Regions from separate parts of the Capra hircus genome. Here region 1 is linked to region 2. Evidence: chromatin contacts called from public Hi-C data. All regions are on one chromosome and are shown on one strand. The core of a region is the stretch at or near the end of the contact, and the rest is flanking DNA. Distances in the headings are between cores, read along the strand shown.

What was found. A called contact is a pair of places that touch in the nucleus more often than the background predicts.
Region 1: a contact with region 2 is called in a Hi-C map of blood, with 4 times the contacts expected there. The contact joins two enhancer-like sites. A contact is called at or near these places in 5 of 5 Hi-C or Micro-C datasets (blood and liver).

What each region holds. Positions count from the first base shown.
Region 1 is chr19:48,106,652-48,114,560 of ARS1.2, reverse strand. No RefSeq gene overlaps it. Among named protein-coding and RNA genes, the nearest start is that of TEX2, 18 kb to the right of the region's middle. Within about 2 kb of position 4,835, at least 2 of the 5 cell types and tissues checked have an H3K27ac peak or open chromatin away from gene starts, as enhancers often do.
Region 2 is chr19:47,989,677-47,997,550 of ARS1.2, reverse strand. It overlaps TEX2 (testis-expressed sequence 2 protein), which reads left to right. Exons shown (of 12, transcript XM_018065357.1): 8 at 1-28; 9 at 5,722-5,841. Among named protein-coding and RNA genes, the nearest start is that of ERN1, 29 kb to the right of the region's middle. Within about 2 kb of position 2,315, at least 3 of the 5 cell types and tissues checked have an H3K27ac peak or open chromatin away from gene starts, as enhancers often do.

The sequences.
Region 1 (7,909 bases), core at 3,586-6,085, 110 kb before region 2:
AGACAGAGGAGCCTGGCAGGCTACAGCCCATGAGGCTGAAAGAGTCGAACACGACTTAGCGACTAAAGAGAGAGAGAGAGGCTTTGGGAGGTTAGTGAAAGAATACCAGCTATGTGGTAGATGCCCCATATGTTCTCAGTAATTGACAGTCATCCTGATAATCTTCTCATCTGTGTTTCAGGAAGATCCCTTGGCGGCTGGCTTGGAGGGTTGCCAGCCAAGTTCAAGCCTGAAGGCAGGGGACTAATGAAAATGCCCTGTGGCTGCAAGAGGCAGAAAATCAAGGGACTGGGTGGCTAGATGGAGTTAAAAGGGGAATATTGACAGCAACCTGGGGTTTGGGAACAGTGGGTCTGAGGGTTCGTGGGGCTTTGAGCGGGGATGGAAAGTCCAGGAGGAGCAGCATTTTAGAGAGGAAAATAATGAATTTTTTTTCTAACTCTGACTCTTCTGCATGATTTAAAACTGTCTCTAAAAGCTACTCCTTGATTTATTTATTTTTTTAGAATTGTAGACACAATGATTACTCCCGGTTTCAAATTGCATTTCACCGTTGTTTTTCTTTGCCAGACTCAGAGGGTTTTTATTATGTCTTTTCCCCAGCCTATAATAACAAAAGAAGAAAGAATGAATTTTAGGTGGGAAAATTAGTTGCTCAGCTCTGGCCTGAAAATTACCACGTATGAGTGTGTCTAGGTGCTGTCATGGGAGAAAGATTCTGTGGTTCCACAGGCGTGGGGCGGGAGTGGAAATGCTGCCTTTTGAATGGATGCCAGTGGCACACAGACGTTTCCACACTGGGAGACAGCAGTGTACCCCCTATGAACCTGTGTGCTCACCACGAAGCCGCCACTGATTATAGGGAACAAATGGTAATAAGAGAACCACGCCAGACAGTTTTCTTAGGGTAGAGCTGATCCTTGTGACCTCCCAGGAAGACAGGTCAAAACAGCACCATTCTGAGAACTTCCCTGGTGGTCCAGCAGTTAAGACTCTGCGCTTCCCATGGAGGGGGCACGGGTTCAACCACTGGTCAGGGAACTAAGATCCCACATGCCATAAGGCATGGTCAAATTATTAAAAAGAAAGAAAGAAAGCAAGCAAGCACTATTTGTCTGTGAGGATACTGAGGCTTAGGAGGTGCAGTTGCCTGCCTGAGGTCACATAACTAAATAGGGCACAGCTGAGATTCCAGTTTAGGTCTTTCTGCTTCCAAAGGGCAAAAACAATAATAATCAAAACACCAAAGTACAAACTCCACTATCCCATTTCTACGTGTCTCTGGAGGATGCAAATAAGATGCTTGGCACAGCACCTGGCACATAGTAGGCATGCAGTCAAGATGCTCCTATTATAATTGTTATTCCTAAAATTCAAAGCAGGGTGGGCTACTGGTGGCTGAATCTAAGGGCTACCGTGAGGCCACCCCACCCGCAGCCCCAGAGGTAACAGTAGCATGTGTTTATACACGGTGTTCTCACCAGCATTTCCCTTAAACCTAATAGCATTTGCAGCAGGAGGGAACCTTTCTCTTCTGTGTCACTGCGGGAGTTTTACAGGCAAAGGAACGAAAGATTAGGATTGCCTCGAATCCCCCAGTAAGGAGAGTGAGACTCGAACTCGGATCTCCTGACTCCCAAGCCCTCCCTCACTTTTTTGTACAGCATTCACTCCAGGGATGGTGTCTTCAAGTCTCTCTCTATTCTGTCTTCCTGACCCCTTCTTCTCTGCAGGTCAAATCCCCCTCTGCTTCTATCATGTAAAGACACTTTTGACGCATTGAGAGTCCACTCAGATAAATGAGGATAGCCTCTCCATCTCAAGAACCTTAACTTCTTCACATCTGCAAGGATATTTTTTTGCATAGAAGGAGCACCCACAGGTCCAGGGATTCAAATGTGTATATATTCTGGGGCATCATTTCTGAGCACACCCCAATGGCTGAATAAATTCATGTATCTGTTAACTATCCTCCAAAGATCTGGGGACTGAGAGTTGTGAGGGGAGTGTCCTGGCAGAGAAAGAAAAAGGTGAAGAAAGAGGAGGATGGGGTTGAGGTCTTGAGTAGGCTCAGGCAGCCCCTCTGAGTTTTAGGGGTGATGAATGAGCAGTCAGGACACTCACTGGATGCCCTTGGGGAGGGGTCAGCAAAGCATTGAGCACCCATGTCAGCTGACCCATCATGGATAGAGTCAAAATAATGGTGTGGTCCATGGATCTTAATGACCAATCTAGGTCCCTGGACCACTGGAAACTTCTTGAGTGTCTGTAGCGGGGCCCACTTTGGAAACCCTATTCTGTATCATCAAATAGTGGCCACAGTCTTTAAAACATGACCCCTGTCACCGCAATTGGCTTGGCCTTTTCCTAAAACCCCTCAACCCCCTCTGTACATCTTTCCCAGGGAGCATCACTTTTGTAGATGGTGCAGCTTATCTTTGTCCTGGGTGTTCACCTGCATTCACTCTGGGAGGGGATAGAGGACTAGTTTGAACCCAGAGTTTTAACTACACCTCATATGTTCTTTTTCACAGTTTAAGGGTTGTACCTTTTATATTTTAAATTAATTTTTATTGGAGAAGAGTTGCTTCAAAAGAGTGAACCAGCTGCTACTGCTGCTAAGTCATGTCCGACTCTTCAGTTGTGTCCGACTCTGTGCGACCCCATAGACGGCAGCCCACCAGGCTCCCCCGTCCCTGGGTTTCTTCAGGCAAGAGCACTGGAGTGGGTTGCCATTTCCTTCTCCAATGCATGAAAGTGAAAAAGTGAAAGTGAAGTTGCTCAGTCGTGTCCGACTCTTAGCGACCCCATGGACTGCAGCCCACCAGGCTCCCCCATCCATGGGATTTTCCAGGCAAGAGTACTGGAGTGGGGTGCCATTGCCTTCTCCAGAACCAGCTATACATATACATATATCTGAAGAAGGGCATGACAACGCGCTCCAGTATTCTTGCCTGGAGAGTTCCATGTACAGAGGAGCCTGGCAGCCATCGTCCATGGGGTTGCACAGAGTCGGACACGACTGCCTAACACACACACATATACATGTGCCCCCTCTTTTTTGGATTTCCTTCCCATTTAGGTTACCACAGAGCACTGAGTAGAGATCCCTGAGCTGTACAGTAAGTTCTCATTAGTTATCTATTTTCTGCTGCTGCTGCTGCTAAGTCGCTTCAGTCGTGTCTGACTCTGCGTGACCCCATAGACGGCAGCCCACCAGGCTCCCCCGTCCCTGGGATTCTCCAGGCAAGAATACTGGAGTCGGTTGCCATTTCCTTCTCCAATGCATGAAAGTGAAAAGTGAAAGTGAAGTCACTCAATCGTGTCCAACTCGTAGCGACCCCATGGACTGCAGCCCACCAGGCTCCCCCGTCCATGCGATTTGCCAGGCGAGAGGACTGGAGTGGGTGCCATTGCCTCCTCCTATCTATTTTCTACATAGTCTCAACAATGTCTATACATCAATCCCAATCTCCCAATTCATCCCATACTCCCCCAGGGGTTGTACCTTTTAAAAAGTATTATTTAAAGATACCCATCTGTAACAACAACAAAAAAAGAAACAGGCTCACAGACACAGAGAATGAAGTAGTGGTTATCAGTGAGGAGAGGGAAGAAGCAAGGGCAAGATAGGATAGGGGACTAAGAAATACAAACCAGTAGGTGTAAAATAAACTGCAAAGATATATTGTACAACACAGGGAATATAGCCAATATTTTACAATAACTATTACTGGAGTATAAACTTTAAAAATTCTGAAAAAAAGATACTCATCTGTATGGAACAGTAACAATAATGATAGTTAAAATAATCACAGCTAATAATAGCCTTTGTGTGTTACACACTGTTTTAAGAGCTTTGGGCTTTGCATATGTAAAATAATTATGTGTGTGTATGTGTACTGGTTACTCAGGACGGACTGTGGCCCGTCGGGCTCCTCTGTCCATGGAATTCTCCAGGCAAGAATATTGGAATGTGTAGCCATTCCCTTCTCCAGGGGATCTTCCTAACCGAGGAAATGAACCCAGGTTTCCCACACTGTGGGCAGATTCTTTACCATCTAAGCCACTTACTGGTAGCTAAAATAATTGTAATTAAATGGAAATATAATTAAATCATTGTAATAAGTGATTTAATCTTCCCTGTACAACAATCCAGTAAAGTAGATACTAACATTATCTTCTTCATCTCACAGGGGAAGAAACTGAAGCTTAGCAAGGTGAAAGGGCAGATGCAGGAGGAAGTCCACCTCCAGAGTCCTGCTCTTATCCATGAGGACATATGTGTCCCTTTTGGATGTTCTTGAAGCAATGCCACAGTCAGGAGGAAGTTTTCCAGACTCCTCAGGAAGAAGACAGAGACCGGCAATTCCGAAAGGAAGAGCATCTGAAGAGTCCCAGGTCCCCACACCTGCTGAGCTTTCGTCAGTTACAGATTCCCAGCCCTTCATCCCCCACAGACTGCCTGCATCAGAATTTCTGGGTGGACGCATGAAAATTCATTTAGTCAACACCTCCCCCCGAAGTGGTTCTGTTGCTGTTGATCCAGGTGCCGGGAACCCAGAAGCTCGGGTCTGCTCCTCCCACTTTACAGGAAGGGAACCGGGTTTGGTGGAGCTGGATGACTTTAACGAGGTCCTGCAGCTGGTTTCGCCCCTTACAAAACAGGGTTGACCCAGGGAGGATCTGAAGTGGGTGGAGCTATAACAAACTCAGGTGTGGCTCTTGGGTTCTCTCTCTCTGCTGATCTTCTGGTGGGCAGATGCTGGCTAGGTTTCTTCTGCACAGGCAGGAAGCCCTAGGGCAGGGGGTCTCCCCTCTGAAGGTTGGACACAGTGGAGACGAGTTTTCAGAATGGCTCATACAATAGTTCTGAGATGGGCGAGCTAGATTCATGGGGCGAGTATGATGAGTTCGTGAGTCATATGAAATCCTTGAGCCAGGTTTCTCACCTGAGGACAATCACACGATGTCCCCAAGCTGCCCCTGGCCCCATGATTCAGATAGAGCTTGGGTTGGAAGTCCCATGGCACAGGACCCAGCGTGACATTTCTGCTCGCTGTGGGGCGATACAATCATCTATTAATGCTTCATTGGATTTTTGTCTAAGAGTAGTTGCTTTGTTTGACCACAAGGGAGTGCTAATGGCCTTGGCGGCCACTGGTTGGGGCGTGGAAAACATTGAGGGCTTTAAAAGGGAAATCTCAAGATTGCTCCCTCCTTAATCCATCAAAACTTAATTTTTTTTTCTATTCTGCACTTAACAATTTTTCTGCAATGAACTTACTTTGCCTCTACAAAATAAGAATGATGGGAGATGAGGATCACCACTCTGATAAACTTGTTATTTTGGTATACTACCTTCGTATACTTTCTTAACATGGTTGTGGTTATATGGTGGGAAAATTGCTTACCGGCTTTTAAATTGGATACTGTAATAATTTTCTGTTACTACAAGTTCTTCAAAAACACGTTTATTGCTGCATATTATACAGTGATCATATATTGAGGGCTCACTTGGTACCAGGAAAACACTTTACTGAGTGTTTTATGTGTATTTTTACTTAGTCCTCATTCCATGAGGTAGATACTGTTATTACTCATATTTTATCTTTGAGCAAAGAGGATGCTTCAAGAAAACTTGATAATAAATGGTGGTGTGAAATGTATTATGTCTAACATCACTGTCTTTCTCTAATCACAATGCTTGTTCGTTGGGTATGACCCACACTCACTTAATCATTCACCTAGGGTGTCCATTGCACTTATTCCAACTTTCATTATTATAAATAAAGCTGCAGAAAACATCTTTTATGTATAAAGCTTTTTCTGGATTTAGGAAATTTTCTAGAAGTGAAGTTACCAAGTCTAAACATTTTAAGGCTCTTGACAAATACACGGCACCAAATATTTTTGTGTTTGTTTTTAAATTTCATCTGTTTCTTTTTGGCTGTGCTGGTCTTCGTTGTCCCGCGCGGGTTTTCTCCAGGTGTGGAGTGAGGGCTTCTCATCGCAGTGGCTTCTTGCTGCAAAGCAAGGGTTCTAGGGCACTCGGGCTCCAGTCCTTGCGGTGCGTGGGCTCAGTAGTTGCGGCCTGTGGGCCCCTGAGCCCTGGCTTCGGTAGCTGTGGTGCACGAGCTCAGTTGCCCCAAGGCATGAGGCGTCCTCCCAGATGAGGGGTCAAACCCATGCCCCCTGCATTACAAGGCAGATCCCTAACCACTGGACCATGAGGAAGGCCCCAGATATAAATTTTTTAATTTCAGGGAAACTTGAGCTCTGACCAGATGTTTTATTTTTTTAACTTTAAATTTTATATTGGCCTGTAGCCGGTTACCGATGTGACAGTTTCAGGTGGCCAGCAAAGGGGCTTAGCCGTGTATCCGCGTGTATTCATCCTCTCCCAAACTCCCCTCCCCAGTAGGCTGCTGGCTGGATATTTCACGGCACTAAGGAACTGTTGTTGCTATTTCTAGATGTGCTGATGGTACTGTGGTTATGTACTTTTAAAGAGCCTTTCCTGGTGATACGCAGTAAAGCATTTACAAATGAAACAATATTGTATAGAATGTAGTTTAAAATAAGTAAGGGAGGAGTGGGGATTGATTAAAAAAAAAAGATGAGGTGTGTGTTGATGGTTGATAAAGCTGGGTTATGAGTACGCAGGTGTCAGTGATGCTCTTCTCCCTACTTTGTGTTTGAAAATTCCTATGACAAAGAGTTTAAAACATAGCAATAAAAATATCTTGGAATCGACAAAGAGAAGACAGCCTTTTATCTCCTGTTGTACCCAATTAGTGAGAAAGGCAGAAAAAGGTGGCTTTCTACCAACAGAATAATTTTGCTCATATCCCTCTCTCCATCAAACAGAAGTTAAGTTCTCCCTAAAACCAAAACATATCAACTGATTTTGTTTTGCTAAGATTTTATTTTTAACAGGATTATAGAGCTGGAAAGAGTCTTAGAGATCTGGGCTTCATTTTTTTTAAAACTTCTGAGAATCGTCTTCTGAATTATAATCAATCCTCTTATGACAATTTCACACACTTCTTAGCCATCATTTGGTGCAGCCTTTGTTAAGTTTCTGGAATTGGCCAGCATTCCCTTTCATGGGGGAAAATTCACTCATTATTTTATTATTTTTGGCCACACTGTGTGGCATGACGGATCTCAGTTCCCCAATCAGGGGTAGAACCTATGCCCCCCTGCAGTGGAAGTACAGAGTCTTAACCAGTGGACCACCAGGGAAGTCCCTCACCCATCATTTTAAGTCTAAAAAGCCATATGTTTTGTTTTATGGACACAGGTGTTTTTGGAGACTGTCTTCTGGGGGAGGTCATGGCATCAAAAGGAAACAGTTATACTGCTTGGCACTTGGCATTCACACCCCACTGTGGTTTTATCCAAATCCCCTCCACCCTCCCGCCCTCCCTGCTCTTCCTCCTGTGGGTTGGCACCTTCTATCCACCCTCCTGTGTTCTTTCCGCAAGACACACAGGCCTCACCCAGACAATTCTGCCAGCAGTCAGGTCTGGGCTTGTCAACACAGCACTTACTCTGGGCAGCTGGTTCCCAGGGAGGTAAACTCGGAAGAGGATGTTGATGAAAGCCTGGGAACAGCATGGTGTCAAGACCAGAGGTCTTGGTTTTTTTCAGTCTTCAAGAGTCCTTAATATATGGAATCAAAAACAAACAAACAAAAAACAAACTCAAGAGGATACAGAGAAACTGGGGACTTCTCTGGTGGTCTAGTGGCTAAGAATCCACCTTCCAATGCTGGGGACATGGGTTCAATCCCTGGTTGGAGAACTAAGATCCCACATGCAGAGAGGCAACTAAGCCCATGTGTGTGTGAAAACACGTCTTCACATGTGTCTCAGTGAAGACTCAGCACAGGCAAAATAAATAA
Region 2 (7,874 bases), core at 1,066-3,565:
TGAAGGTTGGAGAAATTGGCAAAGAAGGGTAAGGGGCTATATGAATTTACTAACCCAACCCCGGGGAACCTCCTTCTCCCTCCAGCCCTTGAGAAGTACCTTTGTTGTGTAGTAGACCCAAGGTTGAGTGAGCGTCCATGAACGTGTTTCCTGGCCACAGAGGATTTCAGGGAATGTTTCCTGGTTTCATCCCCTGCAGACCATGAATCTCCACTTCTGCTCAGTGCCGTTGGCCACCAGCCTCGGGGCTGCGCAGTATTGATTACCCAGGAAGCATCCCTGATTCGGATCAGCAGGGCAGGCTGCACAGTATTGATTACCCAGGAAGCATCCCTGATTCGGATCAGCAGGGCAGGCTGCACAGTAAAATGCTCTGTGATAAGAATCACCATCCAGAAAGTTCTTTCTCCAACTTACAGCCACAAATAGCAATATATGGGCCAGGCTGAGGTCCTTCGGGGGTCTATCTGCTTTAAGCACAGTGTCAGGATTATTTATAATTAGATGATTGATTTTGCAGCCAAGAGGGTGCTTCTAAAGTGTTTTGAAATGTATTTTCCCTAAATAATACACCATTTTCTTAGTAAATGCCTCTCTTTGTAAAAGATACTGCATCTGCCGCGGGGTTGTCTGATTTTGTAAATATTCCTAATTTTTGAGCCAATTGATGAGGTTGATTTTTTTTTCCCTTAGATGCCTAGACTTAATAAGTTGGGACCTTTTACATTCCCACACACCTTAAAAATGACTGCTTCAGATGACAAATTTAAATTATATTATTGTTATCAGACTGAAAATTGCTGATTAGAGTCTGCATCTCACATCTTTAACCTGTTTGCATGGAATGAGTAGTAAAATGATAAGAAATGCCACCAGGAGCCACCCTCCCAGCACCTCAATATAGACATAAGACACAGGCTCCTCTTAGGTGTTTGCTTTGTTATGATGCTGCCCTAATGCTTGTAATTCACACTTGTGGTAGACACACAATAGATGGGGGGAGTTGGATCATACATTGCAGAACATTCTTTCACTGAGATGATTCTAATGTGTCCAAGAGATTTAATGAAAATGTTTATATTTGAATTACTGGAGAATCTCACCTGCTATATGCAATCTAACCTGTATCTGTGCTGTTTTCCTTTCACCTTTCTACTGTTTGTTAAAATGTGTTTGGATTCGGCAATCTGTGGATTGTGTTTTCCGGTGAGTGCTATTGATCGGCCCTCCATGTAGCATTTCATCCCCCCATCAGTGCTAAGTCTCGTGTGGACCCATGTGACACCACAAGGAAGCTTGTCCTTTCACCACATCCCCTGACATAAAGGCCCCGTTTGTAGACCTGAGAGGATTGAGATCAGGAGCACTTAAGAGGCTTTCCTTGATTGGGATCGCCGGGGTTCTGATCCAGCCCTCGAGTCAAACCCAGCTTCTGTCCCCGGCTACCCCTCCCCAGCGCCATGCCCCGCTGAGCGCCATCAGGCCAGCCTCAGCATAGCGGAACTGCAAAGACAGCTGCCAATAAAACCAAGCACCGCAGGCAGAAGCGGTCTTGAAAGTGAGCTCTAACTAACCAGGGGCGAGACAGAGCAGACAAGTCAGGAGCATTTGTGCAGGGAGCCCTTTCGGGAAACAGCCCCGTGCTGCCCAAAGCTGCTGGGGCTCCACTAGAAAGAAGGGGGTCTTGTGGGCAGGTGCGGTCCCATCATGGCCCGGTCCCTGAGATCCCTGCCATGAGGCGTCCCATGTTCACTGTTACTCGTGCGGCTCTCCTGGAGCAATTTCAAGTTCATAAAACTCGGCTGATCAGAGGATGGACGTTTCTGAGCAAGCAGTGCTTCTCTAGACTGCATGAAAAATATCCTCTGATTTAAGACTATAATGATATTATATTTAATGTTTAATATATATCTAAAGTACCATTTTTTTTCCCAGTAGAGTCTGGTATGTTTTGCCTTCCTGTGAGGGTATTAACTTTTATATTGATGTGTAATTGGCTGACATTTAATTTTAAAAGCAAAGACAATATAATTCCAAAGCACTTGATCTTGGGAGAAAAAGGCCTGGAAAAATGAACCCTTAACCTTCTCTTTTTTTTTTGGCAAAAAGGACCCAATTGGGAATCTGAGAGTTCTGGATCCTTGCCCCAGAAAGATGCCTACACACACACCACTTGGCTCACAATATCTGGGAGCTTCGAGAGCCTCTGGAAAGCTCACCCGTACCTAAGAGCCTAATCCCAGCTGAGGCTGAGTACCAGAGGAGAGGCGGAGTCCCTGCACCTGTGGCTGGCACATGATCCTTGGTTTCCTTCAGGAAGCCCCTCCTAGAGCCGCGAGTGTGAAGAGTGGGGCCAGCAGCAGCCCTCTCCTCCCCTTATCTCGTGGCCGCCAGTCCAAGGCTCACTTCCAGCCGGGGGCTTGTCCCCTGTCGTCCTGCTCTGGCAGGGCCTCTGCTTGGTCTCACTGCTTTTGTCCGACCCCCTTGAAGCACGCAAATGACTGTGCCCTGGGAAGTCCCCAAGGAGATGCTGCTCGGCCCTCTGGAAGTCTACCTATCGTAGAAAGTCTGTTTCCATCCTCACGTCATCACCCCAAGGCTGGTGGTGAGAAGTCTGTGTTTCTTCACTCTAGTGAAGGCCTGTCCCTTTGAAATGTGGGTTCACTTTGTACTTGCAGACTTTTTCCTTTAGTCTTTTCATTTCCCCAATAGTCTGGTTGTGTATGGTAGTTATGGTAACTTTGGGCCGTAAGACGCTCAAAATGGAATGAATTCAGGTGGTGAGCTGGGCGGTTGGAACTTTAGGAATTGCCTGAAGGGTACCTAAGTGAGTCAGGAAGGGGGAATGTTCTGCACGCTGGCTGTTCTTTAAATGCACATCGGGGCCGGCATTTCCTGTAAGGCACAGGGCCTGTCCCTGTTCTACCACGGCAGCCTGGGTTGGTGTGCGAGTCCTATGGGGGGCCCCCCCGACCTCCATATTAGGCTGCTCAGTGTACCCGAGTCCACTGCCCCGCCCCGAGGCCCTGATGTCCTGGGAACCGCGTCATTGTCATCCACGCTGTGACTCAGTCTAACTGGGTGTACATGCACGTGTATCTGTAGCAGTATGGGCCTGATTTCTGTTAAAGAAAACGAACACTCTCAAGAGTGTGGTTCCCTCCAACCAGTCGCCTCACTGGGCTGTTTAATTGTGCACCCTTCACTTGAAGCATTCTTTGGAGCTCCTTTGTAGAGCTGCCTCTAGTGTCTGTGACCTTCTTTTAAGTACTCTGACAGCAAATCAGCCTACGTTTTCTAGATGAATCAGATATTTGAGTAATTGCCAGGCATCACTCAGAGGTGCCAGTGATTATGGGGCTAAGAAATGTTTGGCTCAAGACAGACTATCAGTGATAAAATAATTCGCTTTTGCTATGTGTCCGACTTCAAGCACATTTCCTAAAAGATTTTTAGCAGAGGCAGTGAAACTGGAATCAGCCCTTTAAGGTGACTCTTAGAAAGGATATGACTCTCATCTGGAATCCCAAGGTGTGTTTTAAAAAATAGGCTTATCATGTACTAGCACACCTTATATATAAGAATGTGCAGGGTGTCTCTCTTAAATTCATCATAAGTCTGAGATCACAAAATGCATATTCAGTTATAAACTTGAATCAGCCAGACATTTAGCCCCACTTTTAATTAGTGTTGGTGCTGCATAATACCGCTCCCCAGGCAGAGAGGAGAGGTACCATTTAGCCACAATCAGAATTTCATGTCATCTGATCTATTTTAACTGATAAGGCATTGTCTAAATTATTAACTTCAAGCCACAAAATTTGTCCTGTTCTCTGTCCTGCGGAGGGTTAATTCAGGAACCCGAGAGCTCGCTGCAGTGCTCAGCCTTTGGCATCTTCTGCCTCAGGTCAGGAGGCTGCCAGATGACAAATACCAGTGGGGACAGGAGGGGCCAGTGGCCTTGCAGGTTTCACTGCGGTCCAAGATACTGAGGCAGCCTTTGGTGCTGTGTAGATTCCTTACCTGGCAGCATGTGGTCTGAACCAGGGGGCACTGTCATGTTCCTAAGAAGTAAGCTAGGTTTCTGAGAAAGGTCATTATTATCTTTGGGGATTTACTTCCCTGACTTTCTTCATCCCAAGTCCCCGTGTAAGCTTTCTTAGGAATCCTACGTTGCCTTTTATATAAAAGAAGAGCTCTGTGAGGGCCGCCCAACCCTTGAAAGGGCTGAGATGGTTTTGTGACCAGCAGGGACATTTCCTGGACTGGCCAGGCCTCTGATGGAAGGAGGAAGAGTCAGGTGCTGTCCCCGAGGCTGGGGACAAGAGGCCTTTGTGTCTGCAGAGGGAGTTTCTTCTCAACGCCACACTCAAGCCTGTTGGCTAGAGCGCGGGCTCTAATGTTTCAGAACAGGGTTGAGGAGGATCCGGGTGTCCTGCCAGGGAGGTCCTCTTACAGCCAGGCTCCTGTTTCAGGGCGGAGATTTCAGAGCCCTCCTCCCCCATGCTGGGACCTCAGCTGGGCCTTCAAGGCCACACTGGCAGGTGTGCTCTGCCCTTGGGTGCCCTTGGCCCTTGTTGGCCAAAAGATGAGCACCCGTATGGGCTTCTGGTGGCCAAGGACAGCATCTGAGGAAAACCCCAGAGGGCTTCGAATGCAGGAGACAGGACCAAAGCTGGGATGCCTTCCCCTGTCCTGGTGATTTTGTCCTCAAAATTACAAGACCGACCCTCTGCTTAGTGGCCATTGATAGCGTAACAATGTTCAGAGATAGTTCTGTCCCTTGTTCATTTTGTCCCCATCAAGTCTCTGAGCCTGAGATGGGCCCTGCCTTCTGTCTCTCTGCCTCTTGGAAGTAAAGCCTCCCTTCAGGGAGGAAGCTGCCTTTTGTGGGGCCAGAGCTCAGCTGGGAGCCCTCCAGTGCCCTCAGTGGGGAGCCTTGATCGCTTGCCACTCTGGTGATCCAGACCCTCCAGGCCTCTGGAAACTGAGAACCTACCCTGGAAAGATTCATGAGGAACATTGCTCTCTGGTGAAGCTTTTTATTACTTTATTTAAAAAAAGTTTTAAACTAGTACTTTTCCTGAAAGGTTCCTGGCTTCCCATGTCAGTTGCCTCCTGGAATCCCTTGAGATTTGTACCTCTGGTTGGCTTTTTCTGTGACCTTCAGGAGCTGGGGCAGGAGAGGGGGTATGTAGTTTCACAAGGAAGCAGTCTCCAGCCAAAACTCACTTGGAGATGACTAAGCCAGAAAGCACAATTTTTTTTGAACTCAGCCAGTGTCAGAGGACTTGCCTGAACATCCCCGTCATCCATGAGGTGGTCACATCACTAACATGAGCTGTCCCGTCACCCATGCAATCTTCATTCGTTCCACTCACCGCCCACTGGCTGCTCTGCACTGTTGACGAGATCACTGCATTTTGTGTGGATGAGATCACTGCATTTTGTGTGGACTGCATCACACTCTGACCGCCTGTCTTTCTGACGCATGCGCAGAATCCAACCCTCACGGCGCAAGTCCTCGGCCGTTCTGCCCGGGACTGGGCGCTGAAGGGTGTCCTAGGGGACCAGGCCCACCCGAGGATTCTGGGTTAGGCCTCCTCTGGGTGAGGGGGAGCGGGGAGTGCTGCCACCATGGTGGCGGTGGAGCGCGTGCTCTTCCTAAGCAGAGCCTGCGCTGGGCGGGCAGCCTGGTGACTCTGCCCTGATCAGTTGCAGGCCCAGGGCCTTCTGTCTGGCCGACAGCGACGAGGAGTCCTCCAGTGCTGGCTCCTCCGACGAAGACGATGCACCAGAGCCCAGCGCCGGAGACAAACCGCTCCTCCCAGGGGCTGAGGGGTGAGTGGACCCAGCTTCTGGGGTCTCCCGGGGTGGGGGGGTGGTCAGGGCCGCAATTTGGGCGTGAGCTTTGCATCGCCTCTTCCTTCTCTGATCTTCCTTCCTCCTTTACTTCGAGTGAATGGGTTTTGCATTAATAATTAAAAGCCAGTGGCTTAAAATTCAAGACCCCAAATCAAAGACACCCAAATAGTTTCCCCTTTTTCAGAGTCCAGACCAAAATGGTTTTCTCAGACCTTTGGAGTAAAGACTACCAGAATGGAAAGGATGTTTTAACACAAGGACCATAAATTGCACAGCACCTCCCCCTGGTGTCGGTGGGAAGCATTACGTCCCTTCTTACGGGTCACGTGCCTCCAGTGATCCGTTAATAGTTCCTGCAGTTGAGACATTTTAATGATTTCCTTGGTGAATTTTGGAAACGTGGATCACTTAGATGACCTTTTGGATCATGAACTTCATTTGGAGGGTTCCTTTTGCCTGTTACTTGGACTGTGGAATGATCCAAGTGCTTAGGCCGCCTCTCTGTAAGGATCTTTTAATTATTTACAGTGAGCAAAGAAACTGAAATGACAAAGAAACCAAGGGATTCAGAAGCCTTTTTAAGAAAACATCAACCTGTTCACTTTTGAAATCCTACAGAAGATAAAAGGAATCTAGATGTCTGAGGAGTTGGCAGTAGAGTTTGTGTGCACGATTGAACTCCCCACCTGACCTTGAGTGATGGCTTTTTCCTACACACATGCATATACTACTCCTGAACTCCAGATCTGCAGAGGATTTTACGAAACAAATATCCTCTCTTCTTAGGGCAGTTGTAGGTCCATGTGGCCTGATAGAGGAGCTTACTTTGCTGGCCAGCCAGCCGATCATCTTGATGTAGCTATTCTCTTTAGATGCTCCTAAAACTCTTTGACAAGTAATTGCTGCTCAGAGTCAGTGTGACACTGTCTGAAAGGCAGATGTTCTACTGCCCTGTTAATGCAGCCTGATGTCTTATTTGCTGTATAGAGACGATGAGTTTTTTTCTAAGAGGGCACGAGATTTGTATTCAGTATTTGAAGGTTATTAAGGAGAGCAGGTGAGATGCATTCCCTGCCTGCACTGTGGAACTTGGCCTGACTCTCCATCATCAAGACTAGGCTCCATCTGATGTCTACACCTTATCTGAACTAGTAGTTCTCACCTAGGGGTTATTCTGTTCCCTCTAGGGAACATTCAGAAAATGAAGATCATGGCATCTGGTCCCATCACTTCATGGGACGTAGATGGGGAAACAGTGGAAACAGTGTCAGACTTCATTTTGGGGGGCTCCAAAATCACTGCAGACGGTGACTGCAGCCATGAAATTAAAAGACGTTTACTCCTTGGAAGAAAAATTATGACCAACCTAGATAGCATATTGAAAAGCAGAGACATTACTTTGCTAACAAAGGTCCGTCTAGTCAAGGCTATGGTTTTCCAGTGGTCATGTATGGATGTGAGAGTTGGACTGTGAATAAAGCTGAGCGCCGGAGAATTGATGCTTTTGAACTGTGGTGTTGGAGAAGACTCCTGAGAGTCCCTTGGACTGCAAGGAGATCCAACCAGTCCATTCTAAAGGAGATCAATCCTGGGTGTTCTTTGGAAGGAGTGATGCTAAAGCTGAAAGTCCAGTACTTTGGCCACCTCATGCAAAGAGTTGACTCATTGGAAAAGACCCTGATGCTGGGAGGGATTGGGGGCAGGAGGAGAAGGGGACGACAGAGGATGAGATGGCTAGATGGCATCACCGACTTGATGAACATGAATCTGAGTGAACTCCGGGAGTTGGTGATGGACAGGGAGGCCTGGTGTGCTGCAATTCATGGGGTCACAAAGAGTCGGACACAACTGAGCACCTGAGAACTGAGGGGACATTTATCAATATCCAGAGACACTTTATTGTCTTAACTGCTGGGAGATGATGTGCTGTTGACATCAAGGCGGCCAAGGTCAAGGATGCCACTAAACATTTCGTACAGAGGCACGTCCACAGCAAAGAATTGCCCAGT